Linked DNA regions of Zea mays: region 1 is linked to region 2. Evidence: chromatin contacts called from public Hi-C data. All regions are on one chromosome and are shown on one strand. Each heading gives the region's core, a stretch centred on a gene start, on an enhancer-like site or on the middle of the called end of the contact. The rest is flanking DNA. Distances are from core to core; before and after follow the strand shown.

What was found. Hi-C and Micro-C count contacts between places; a contact is called where the count stands out from the background.
Region 1: a contact with region 2 is called in a Hi-C map of tassel, with 2.2 times the contacts expected there. The contact joins the promoter of LOC100192583 here to the enhancer-like site in region 2. A contact is called at or near these places in 2 of 25 Hi-C or Micro-C datasets (ear and tassel).

The regions. Positions count from the first base shown.
Region 1 is chr3:207,428,967-207,434,693 of Zm-B73-REFERENCE-NAM-5.0, reverse strand. LOC100192583 (NADH-ubiquinone oxidoreductase subunit) reads left to right here and starts at 2,373. Exons shown (of 2, transcript NM_001137798.1): 1 at 2,373-2,792. The coding sequence starts at 2,419.
Region 2 is chr3:207,051,613-207,056,878 of Zm-B73-REFERENCE-NAM-5.0, reverse strand. It overlaps LOC100284180 (40S ribosomal protein S24), which reads right to left. Exons shown (of 5, transcript NM_001157076.2): 4 at 2,374-2,460; 5 at 1,886-2,249. The coding sequence ends at 2,220. It overlaps LOC100279587 (hexokinase6), which reads left to right. Exons shown (of 9, transcript NM_001152584.2): 9 at 1-397. The coding sequence ends at 132. Among protein-coding and RNA genes, the nearest start is that of LOC100284180, 4.4 kb to the right of the region's middle. Within about 2 kb of position 1,633, at least 11 of the 20 cell types and tissues checked have an H3K27ac peak or open chromatin away from gene starts, as enhancers often do. A contact at or near this core is called in ear and tassel, where this site is marked.

The DNA of each region.
Region 1 (5,727 bases), core at 1,124-3,623, 380 kb before region 2:
TTGCAGAGGGCGCTGTATGGGTTTAAACAATCTAGGCGGATGTGGTACAATTGGCTCAGTGAATTCCTCTTGGAGAAGGGATACGTAAATAATCCAGATTCTCCTTGCGTATTCATTAGAAAATCCCAAAAGGGTTTTGCATAGTTTCGGTCTATGTTGATGACTTGAATATCATTGGATATGCTGAGGATATTGAGACGGCCAACGCCTACCTCAAGACAGAGTTTCAAATGAAAGAATAGGGAGAAACCAAGTTTTGCTTGGGCCTGCAGACTGAGCATCTCATAGAAGGAATATTTGTACATCAGTCGACCTATTGTAAAAAGGTCCTTAAGAGATTTAATATGATTAAAGCTCACCCTTTAAATACCCCGATGGTCGTGAGATCCCTCGAAATGGAAACTGACCCATTTAGACCAAAGAGCGATGATGAGAAATCATTGGGACCTGAAGTTCCTTATCTCAGCGCTATTGGAGCACTGATGTACCTTGCGAATTGCACCAGGACAGATATTGCATTCGCGGTAAATCTACTAGCTAGATACAGTGCAGACCCAACCAGAAGACAATGGGTAGGTGTTAAGACTATATTTAGATACCTTAAAGGCACTCAAGATCTTGGCCTGTTTTTCCCGAAGAATCAGGATCAGACTATGGTGGGCTATGCTGATGCTAGATATCAGTCAGATCCCCATAATGGTATATCTCAGACTAGCTTTGTATTTCTATGTGGTGGCACTGCTGTATTCTGGAGATCGTGCAAATATACATTAGTAACAACGTCTACTAACCACTTAGAAATAATCTCACTATATGAAGCCGCACGAGAATGTGCTTGGCTACGATGGATGACTAACCACATCAAGAAGTCATGTGGTTCTAACACCGCAAATACCCCCACCATTATCTATGAAGATAATGTTGCATGTGTTGCACAAATAGAAACGGGCTATATTAAGAGCAATATGACTAAGCATATTTGTCCTAAGTATTTTTATCCTCATGAACTCCAGAACGAGGGTGAGGTAAAAATCCTACAAGTCAAGTCTTGTGATAATCTGGCTGATTTATTCACTAAATCCTTACCTGCTGTCACATTCAGAAAATGTGTACGAGGTATAGGGATGAAACATTTGAGAGACCTGCAGGGTTCAGTGGGAGATCACCTATGAACTTAAGCCCTTACAATTCGACCTGAAGATTGTATATTATACACCTTAAAGGTTATAGATGTCCTAAAGACACCTGTTGTACTCTTTTTCTCATTGTGAGTTTTCGTGAAGTTTCTCGCATATGGTTTTTAACGAGGCAGCAAGTGCAATACATCGAGTGGCACTATGTCTCTTTTCTCCATTTTTCCCACTGGGGTTTTCGGAGTTTTGATGAGACATAAGTCGTCACAGTATTCACCTAAGGGAGAGTGTTGAGAAATCCTAAAAGAGGTTTAATGGACTAATACCAAAACTGCCCTCAGGAGGTTCATAGCTTATATATATGTATCCATACCCCTCATAATAAAGACAGAGATAGAAAGAGCTTATCTCCACTGTGTCTCTTACTCCCTCCGGTTTCCTATTAGTTGTCGTTTTGGATAAGGTTCAAGTCAAACTTATAAAATTTTGACTACAAATAACTATTTTATTATTTAGTTTTGGAACCTAATATTTATATGCACCAATTTGTCATAAAAAGTACTTTTATAAAAGTATAAATGTATTAAGAGTTCATTTATATTTTAACAAAAAAACATTGGTTAAAGTTATATTTTGGAGACCGTGTCGTTGTCCTAAACGACAACTAATAGGAAACCGGAGGGAGTATTTCTTTGTGTGTTTGGTTGCTGGAAAGGGAGCGGACTTTTACAACTTCTCATGTCCCTATTGTTAGGAGGGTTCGGAGTCCGGATCGGGATTTGCGACAACCAGGTTGTTCACACTCGGAAGTAGGGATGGATCCGGATACTTATTCGGATGTTAAATTTTTGGTCTTCTTTCTTTGATTATGAACAAATAACATATAGAATTTGCTATGTAAATTTATATTCTTGTTTTTAGCATTGAAGCTATTAACCTTCACAAAAAATAAACATTAAATTCATTCTATATATTTTTAAATAATTTATATAAACTTCGGATGTCTATTCGAATACGGATTCGAATGTTTTTTCACCTTTTTTATTGTATGTAGGGAGAAAATAATATACATACAAAATTATATAAAAATTTATTTAAATACTTCATAATATTTTTAATAACATTGCCAAAAATTAGCTTTAAATTCTATGTATATCTATGCTAAAATATTAGTTTTGTGATATAATTCGGATGTTTTAGGAACATCCCTACTCGGAAGGCTCACCAAATCGTCCTACGCTTCTGCCTCCTCCTCCACGAGGTGAGGAAACCCTAGCGACTGACCATGGCGTTGCTCCCGCGCACCGCACGGTTGGCCTTCCTCTCTACCCCGCGGTCGTACTCCGCCGCCGCCGCTGCCGCTGCGGGCGCCTCCCCGACCTCCCCAGCGCCATACGGGGGCGCGCCCCCACCGGCGATGTCGAAGACGGCCGAGTTCGTGGTCTCCAAGGTTGATGACCTGATGAACTGGGCGCGTAAGGGCTCGATTTGGCCCATGACCTTCGGGCTCGCCTGCTGCGCGGTCGAGATGATGCACGCCGGCGCGTCCCGCTACGACTTCGACCGGTTCGGCGTCATCTTCCGTCCCTCGCCGCGCCAGTCCGATTGCATGATCGTCGCCGGCACGCTCACCAACAAAATGGCTCCAGCCCTCCGCAAGTCAGTAACACATTCCTCATCTTGACTGATTAAGCCGATTTAAGATTTTGGGGGTCCTTAGATCTCATAAAGGATCTGGGTAGGGGAATATAAAGCAATATGTTTATACCTTTGCACCGAAGAAATAGGATCCATAGAATTAGATTTTGACTACTGATTGGCCATAGCGTCTGTAGAAACATGTTGTCCCAGACCATTACATGGAGAATTTTTAGTTTACTCCCAAGAACACCATGTCGATAGTATTGTTGAAGTATGATATGGTACTTTGATTTGACATTTGACAATCAGCCTCAGACTTTGTTATTTGCATGTCTTCTAAAAATTATTAGAACTTGTATCAACAAGTTTTGAACATAATTGTAATTGATCAATTTGCTCCGTGCGGACATGATATAATAGGCTTATGAGGCTATTTGTATAGGGATTTTACTGAACACTGAGGTGTCATCAATCCAAACCTACCATTTTTCTTGTTCACGTATTGTCTTCTGGAGGTTGTTATAGTATGACTTAGTTTGCATATCATTCTAACCAATATTGCCAATTTCTTGGTACAAATTTTGCATAGGAGACATGTTGTTTGAGTTGCACGTTTCTAAGATATGTGGTTATGAAGTTGTGTTCCTTCTCTTTAGCAGGTCGATGGCAAATTGTTGAAGTTCAAACATAAACTTCGTTCTAATCTGTGTCTTTTGTATTGTTTTCTGCACTAAGAGGTTTTGGAGAACTAGATTCTAATCTTGTACTGGTTTTGCAATGCTTGTTAGTACTAACTAACTGACTGTAGAAGTGTAGATGCTGACACACCGGTTTGCTCTAGCAAACCCAGCATCGCTTTTGGATGTTGGCTCACCATTGCATTCAAAGTCACTTCTCTGCATAAGTATTTAGGACCATGTCTAATTAACATCTAAAGTTGCCACTCAAAGAGTCCAAGTACTTTTATGTCACCACTTCTTTAACAAACATGGTAAACCCTCAAATGAAGGTATTGTGTCCAGTTTTCAAATAACATTTGATTTTGATCAGTGTGGCATCGTTATTTGATTGGAGGCAGTAATAATACATTGATATATTGAAGCCATGTGGATTCATCAAGTCCTGCCAGAGGATTTCCTCTTGATTCTACCCGATGAAGAAACTGCCTCAAGGGTGCTTAATGGTGGCAAGGCATACAGGGGGCCTCATTTCAGTATGATGTTCAAGCGCTGGTCGAGGTTTACTCATGCATCTTCGATGATCATGTCTGGTATGATGGAGGTTGAGATTAGAGGGATTCCAGAGCATGCTTGGTTTCGTTCTACGACAGAAAACATCTTGAGAGACTCATGCTGGATATCGGAAGCGCACCCCGACACTTTGCAAAAGAAAGAGTACTCATCCTTTCGGGTCAGTGCTTGGTGTTTTGATCCTGGAAGACTACACCGTGCTATGGACCTCCACATCATCGAGCCAGGTTTGCACACACTTGAGAAGAGATGCCTCACTTACAAGATCAGTGTGAGCGCTACCCCGACAGACCTACTTGCTACGGACATGGAGCCTCCACCGCCCCCACCTCTGGTGTTCGGTAGGAGACCTGGTGGTGACGGCGGCGGCGAGGACCAGGACCCCCGGTCTCGTCGCTCGAGCGGCTCCCAGATCCAGCGGCGACCGGTTCATCTTCGCCTGGGCCCGCAGTTGCCGTTGGGATGCGGTGCTGCCACACTTGCGCCTTGGGCTGCGCATCCCGCGCCGTCAAAGACCTCGAGAGGGGAGACGTCAGATCCTGAGCGAGATGCGCTCTCTTCTCTGCGTGTTGATGCAACACCTGTATCTGAGGAGCCCCATGAAGTCAGAGAGGTGGGTTTGTAGGCTCCCGACGCAGATATTGATGGACAGATCTCCCCGGGGAAGATAAACAGTCCCCGATGCCACTTGATTGCTGCATGTGACAGAGAGGTGGGTTTGCAGGTTCCCGAAGCAGATATTGATGGACTGATCTCCCCGGGGAAGATAAACAGTCCCCGATGCCACTTGATTGCTGCATGTGATAGGACTGTTGGAAACGTGCTGGTGGATATGTCGAATGGTGAACCCCTGGGGTTAGCAGAGCGGGCTCACCCCGGAGCCGGAATGGGCCGCCTGAGATGGCCTGGAATGCCTCGGTCTCGCCCCATCGGCCAACTGGGCCGCTAGAGACATGGCTTCCAAAGCCTGTCTCGCCCCAGCTTTGCCCGGGGCCGCTAGAGACGATTCTTCCAGCGTCGGTCTCGCCCCATTGTCTATCTGGGCTCCTGAAGACGACGATGCCTGGGTCTGTCTCGCCTCACCTTCGAGCTGGGTCGCTTGAGATCGTGCCTTATGTGCATGTATCGCCCCAGCCTCGAGTTGGGACGCCAGAGATGACCCCGGCTGATGTCTCGCCACTCGAAGGTACTGGGCCGCCGGAGATGGCCATGCCTGAGCCTGTCTCGCCTCAGTATCTGCCTGGGTCGCTTGAGACAGCTGCAACCTTACAGAAAGAGCCAACTAAAACTCTGAAAGTCTATTACCACAGAGGGTCAAGAGCAAATCAATTTCATGACGGTCAACAAGATGGAACAGGAAGGGATTTGCTGGTGATGGAAAATGGGCATAAAACTGACCCAGGACCTGACGCCTTCACAACCATGGGTGCTCCGTCTGAGACAAGAAAGGAAGAGTTCCTCAACAAAATCTGTAGAAGACCTGACGCTTTTCTGCTGATACCAAACAGAAACAGCAAGAAAGCAATTCCTCCCTCTCAAACACCATCTGCTGCTGCGCCAAGACAAAGCCGTCGCGTCGCTGGAGCAGGGGTGGAATTCAGCATGCAAGATTGGGGTGGCAGGGCCACCAAAAAGGCCATGAGAGCCCTGCAGATCATTGCTGAAGATGAAGGCATCAGTCAGGAAGCCCTCAAGGCTTATGC
Region 2 (5,266 bases), core at 384-2,883:
ACTCTTAGAGACTTGCTTGGGGAGGGAGTGGCGTCCTCTTTAGTGATAAAACTTGCCGAAGATGGCTCAGGCACTGGAGCGGCGCTCTTGTCAGCCTCCTATTCTCAACGTCTCCAGGCCGTGGATGATTAATTTCTGCTTGTAGTTCCTTCAGATTCTGAAGGTATAGCAGGTATACAATTGCTCCAGTGGATATTTGTCTATAACGGTTATAACATTCAACTGCCACATTCTTTTTTCTGTCAGGCCTGTGCTCCTGCAGTGCCCATTTTTAAGGGGTTGTACACGTCACTTAAGACTCCCTTTCTTCTTTTCCTTAATATAACGCCTCTGTTGTGTATCCGACGAAGAGAAAACCTACAATGCCTATTCAGCTATAGAAAATTTGGTTCAAAGTTATTTGGATATTTTGTAGGGAATTTTTATTCAACAGTTGTGTTTGGACCTTTAGAATTTGCTTGACAAAGGTCGTACACACTGGTCGGACGTATAGCATTTTCGATTTTAAAATTGGCGGGGTCTGTTTATGCTAAGCAAAACGAACAATCAACTGATATCCTGTAAGAAGGTGCCCTAAAAAAGAGCTATATTTCACATCTGACAATCAACTGATATCAAGAGTTCTAAGAAGGTGAAATGAACAAACTATTTCACACCCGACATATTTCATTAACTTTAGCACAACTGCTCTTATACAACTAAAAGTTTCCTATTGAACGAAGAACAAAATTAGCATGCAGCAAACATAACAAAACGCAGATCTAATTAGCACGATAACATGTATAAAAAACGGGCAACTCAAAGCCTATCCTCGAACTCGGACAGAGGGATCATGTTCTTGAGACCCTTTTCTCTTCTTGTTGTCGCTGATGAGCTTCCTCGCCATGGATCCCTACTCGAGCGGATCAGAGTATAGATGGCCAAAAGGGTGGCACTGCATGACCCGGCCCGAGCACGATCGTAGCACGGCACAGCAGGCACGATTACTTAGTTGTGTCGTACTGTCGTGTCGTGCCACTGGACGTGCTCAGCCAAAGACACGAGCACGACCCGGTTAAAGATTAAGCGGGTCGTGCTGACAGGCTGACCCGTTTGGCACGCTGGGCCATTAGACACGACAAGAACAGAAAACACAGCTTGTGTTACACTTGCACAGGCATCATCACACACTGTCACAACAGATGATATATATAGATTAACTGAGCTAATGCAATGGATGTCTCATTAAAAACCTATCTATGACGAGCTCATGGTTGACGAAGGTCGCATCATGTTGACTCTCCATCACCGGCGCACCAGTTTCTCACGGCTAGGTCTACAAAATCCAAAAGAATAGGGTTTAGAGCAAGATTTAGAGAAAAAGCAACTTAGGGTTAGAGAGCAAGATCAAGGTTACTTGTTTACCTAGGCCGGAGCACCGGTTACGCCGGCAACAACACATGACAAACGTGCAACACGAGTAAATCCAGAGTCAGAGAAGATGCAAAGATCTAGAGCAAAGAACATAAAAAAACAGAGCCAAAATCCTCAAAACTTACACGTGTAGATGGCCAAACGGGCACAAACACACCGGCACAGTGGTCGGTGGAGGACTATATCTATAGAGGGACGTAGGACAGAGCCAGAGGACCTTATAGAAGAGACGAGAAGGCAGCCAAGGGGGGCGGACCAAGGAGAGGCGAGTAGGCGGCGACATAGATCCAGTCCACCGGCAACTAGATCTACGAGGAGTAGGCGGCGAGGCGACGTAGATCCAGTCCACCGAGTATTAGATACCAATAAGACTTGTAAGGCTATCTTCGTCAGCTTCCCTATCTCTTATTTCAAACTTCACTCTGCAAATAATGTCATATTGCAAATCCCTTATTTTACACAGCCCAGGGAAGACAACATAACTATCATGTTTTACACCATCGACATGAGCGGTGACAAATACTTGTTCCAAATGTTAACGTCAAGCCATAAACAAATGCAATGCAAATAAGGATGAACCTTGAAAACAAATGTCAAAACAAACCAGACTGCGCCACAACTAGAACAGGGACCGGGCAATTATGTTACGAGGCAATATTCAGACAAAACTTCACTTCAGTGCCGAGGAATTACAAAAAAAATCACTTCAGTGCCAAGGGTGGAACAAAACCTAACACGACCATAATTATGACATTGCAGCTAGACCACCCAGAGCCCAGAACAGTAATACAAATGTAAACGAACGTTTACTTCTTCTTGGCGTCACCAGCTTTGGTCTGTAAAAGACAGAAAGTGTATATTACATTAGCATATGTAAGCACTAGTGACACGGTAAGTCCACACTATAAACTGCACAAGAGAGCTGCAGGTAAGGAGTATCATTGTATGTAGATAACTCACCTTCTTGACACCACGGATCTTCTTGGCCCTGTTCTTCCGCTCCTTCATTTGCTTGCGGGACTTCTCAACCTTAGTAGCAAGACCATTCTGGCAAAACAGAACACAAAAAAGCAGTATAGTGAACATCCATCAGGTTCATGTCAATCAAAACTTACAATACAACAATAAAATATCATTTCGGGCATGCATTAATACGCTATTACTATTGAATACCAGCAAGGGAAAAGAGCTTCCAACGATATCTATATCACAAACAGTTCTTGTTCAACGTTGAAACTAGATTGCATCATGATATTGTCATCATAGACAAGTATCTGAAGTAGACTATTGTAATGTAAATGAAAATATTGCAATGACAAAATTGTGGTAAAAACAGTTTCTTAGCTCAGAACAGGAATGAAAGGCACACTAAAAAAACTGTAGTTTCGGCATAAAGGTTGCATGTCCTTTGGTTTCTACTAGCAGGATCTCAATCACAGGTACCATTTACAAATAAGAGTGCATATCGATATGAAACCATTTACAAAAAAAAGCAGTTGTTGGGGAGGTCTCCAGCCGAAGGTCAAGAATAATAAAATTTGTGTTTAGGTGATGTTTCAAGTCAAGGTTGTTGGCTTGACCCGAAGAAAATCCACCTCAGATCACTAAACCTTCATCACACTGCTTTGGGACATGCAGGCGAGCGAAAGGTGCATAGGGCCAAAGGTACTGATAGTAAAGCTTCAGCATCGAGAAAGAAAGCCTTCAGCCGAAGTCAGATCATAAAAGGAGCCTCAGCGAAAAGATGACATAAAAAGTTTCAGCGCAAACGTGTATCACATTTGCGCAGAGAAATAACATAAATGTTCCCCCTCGAATGTGAAACGTTATCGTGTGCAAAATAGGGACCAAAATGTAATTTCACACAAAGTTGTGTAAAGGCTCAACCCTATAAATTGGTTAGAGGTGAAGGCGTACATTTGCTAATTCTGCACTTGTCGTTACATTTGTGCCAGAAGACAGCTTCCAAAGGTATGAGGATGACGCTGAGGCTCATATTTATGAATGACTATCTTTTGTGTATCCCCTTTATGCGTAAAACTCATGTTTGCTTATATTAAGTACTCCTGCTTTGAATTATTGTTTGCTTTATACATGCCATCTTTGTCTGAACATAGGTCTTGTCCTCAAATTTTGATGCTCTTTCCTTCAGAAGAAGAATAATGGGTAACCTGCAAGTACTTTATGGTGAATTAGTTGCTTTATGTGCTAATTATACTCTGTCAATTCAAGAGGATAGAGTGAAATGGTGTATGGGTAACAAAGGTTTTACTGTTAATTCTTTATATAAGAAAAATTCGATTGATCAGGCGACTGTTCCTTACAGGTTCTTGTGGAAATCTAAGTTACCACAAAAAAATCAAAGTTTTCATTTGGCTGGTGGTAAGAAATAAAATTCTTACAAAAGATAATCTGATAAAAAGAAGTTGGCATGGCTCAAGCGAGTGCTGTTTTTGTGGTGGTCTGGAATCGATTGAACATTTGTTCTTTAAATGTTCCATTGCTAGATTTGTATGGCGAGTGATTCAAATTGCCTTAAATCTTGATTTCATTCCAAAAAGCATTGGGGAACTTTGTGACAGATGGCTGAACAAATCTAAAGACAGAATCTCCAATTTAATGATATTTGGTTGTGGAGCTGTGTTTTGGGCTATTTGGAGAACCAGAAATCATTGGTTATTTGGTGATAAAATTCTCCTTGATCCTGCTATAATAATATTTCTCTGTTGCTTTTGGCTGGATTCTTGGGCTATTCGTCAGAGAGAGAAGGAAAAAGAGATGGTCCAAGGAAGCCGACTAATCAGAAAGATAGCAAGTGAAGTGGTGTGCAGGTCGTTTGGGTGGTGTCCGAGAGACCGCCGCATTTCTGGATGAAGGGTGATTTTGGCGCATTTCTGTGGTTGTCTACCGTTCAATTTCTGGGGTGTCCTTCTGGTGAACTAGTTATAGCTGGTCTGTTAGCTACGTAGCTGCACTTTTATGTAAAAATAAGCTTTGCTTAAAAACTGTGGTTTCGTCTGGATTGTTGTCATGCTTATTAAAACGACGTTTAAACTATAAAACGCTGCCAGAACACCGAAACGCTAAAACGTTTAACACTTGCGTGTAAAACGTCGTTTTACGACGTTTAAACGTCACGTTTTGACGTTTAAACGCAAAATATCGTTAAATGCCGCGTTTCGGGCGTTTTACTTCCGCCTGTAAAATTTGGCCCAGCGGCCAGCCCAATTAGGATTCCGCCCAGTCCGTCCAGTCTGCCACTTCGCTGTAGACGCCGCGGCGCCTCCAGGTCGCGCCGTCCCTGTCCCTGTCCCTGTCCGCCCATCCGGTGCAGCCGCCGCGGCACCTCCAGGAGTCCAGGCCGCCATCGCCTGTGCCAGGCCGCGCCGTCCCTGTCCGCGTCCGCCCATCCGCCGCCCCCACAACAGGGACGTCCGCCACCCGCCACAGCAGGGCCTGTCCGCCGGCCGCCCGACGTCTGTTGTTCCTCAGGCTCAGGTATATGCCGATGTCTGCTCGCCTGCTCCTCTAGCCTCTGATTTGTTTTACTGTTAAAACATTCAGTCATTTCTATTTTTCTGGTTCCGTCTAGCACATATTTCAACGAAGGCTCTGTTGTTTCCCTTCCATTTGGGATCCCGGTTCCCGGCAACAGCAAGGCTTCGTTTCAGACCTGGTCGCTACTCGGCTACTCCAGCACTGCACAGCACCCGAACAGAATAGCAGTTGCTTCTGTTCCTGTTGCTCACTTGCTGAAGGATTGAAGTGCTGTGTTCTGAACATGCATTCCATTATTGCAGAATAGATTGGAGGAGAAATGACTGATTTTAGCACAGAAGCATCTGCAACTGGC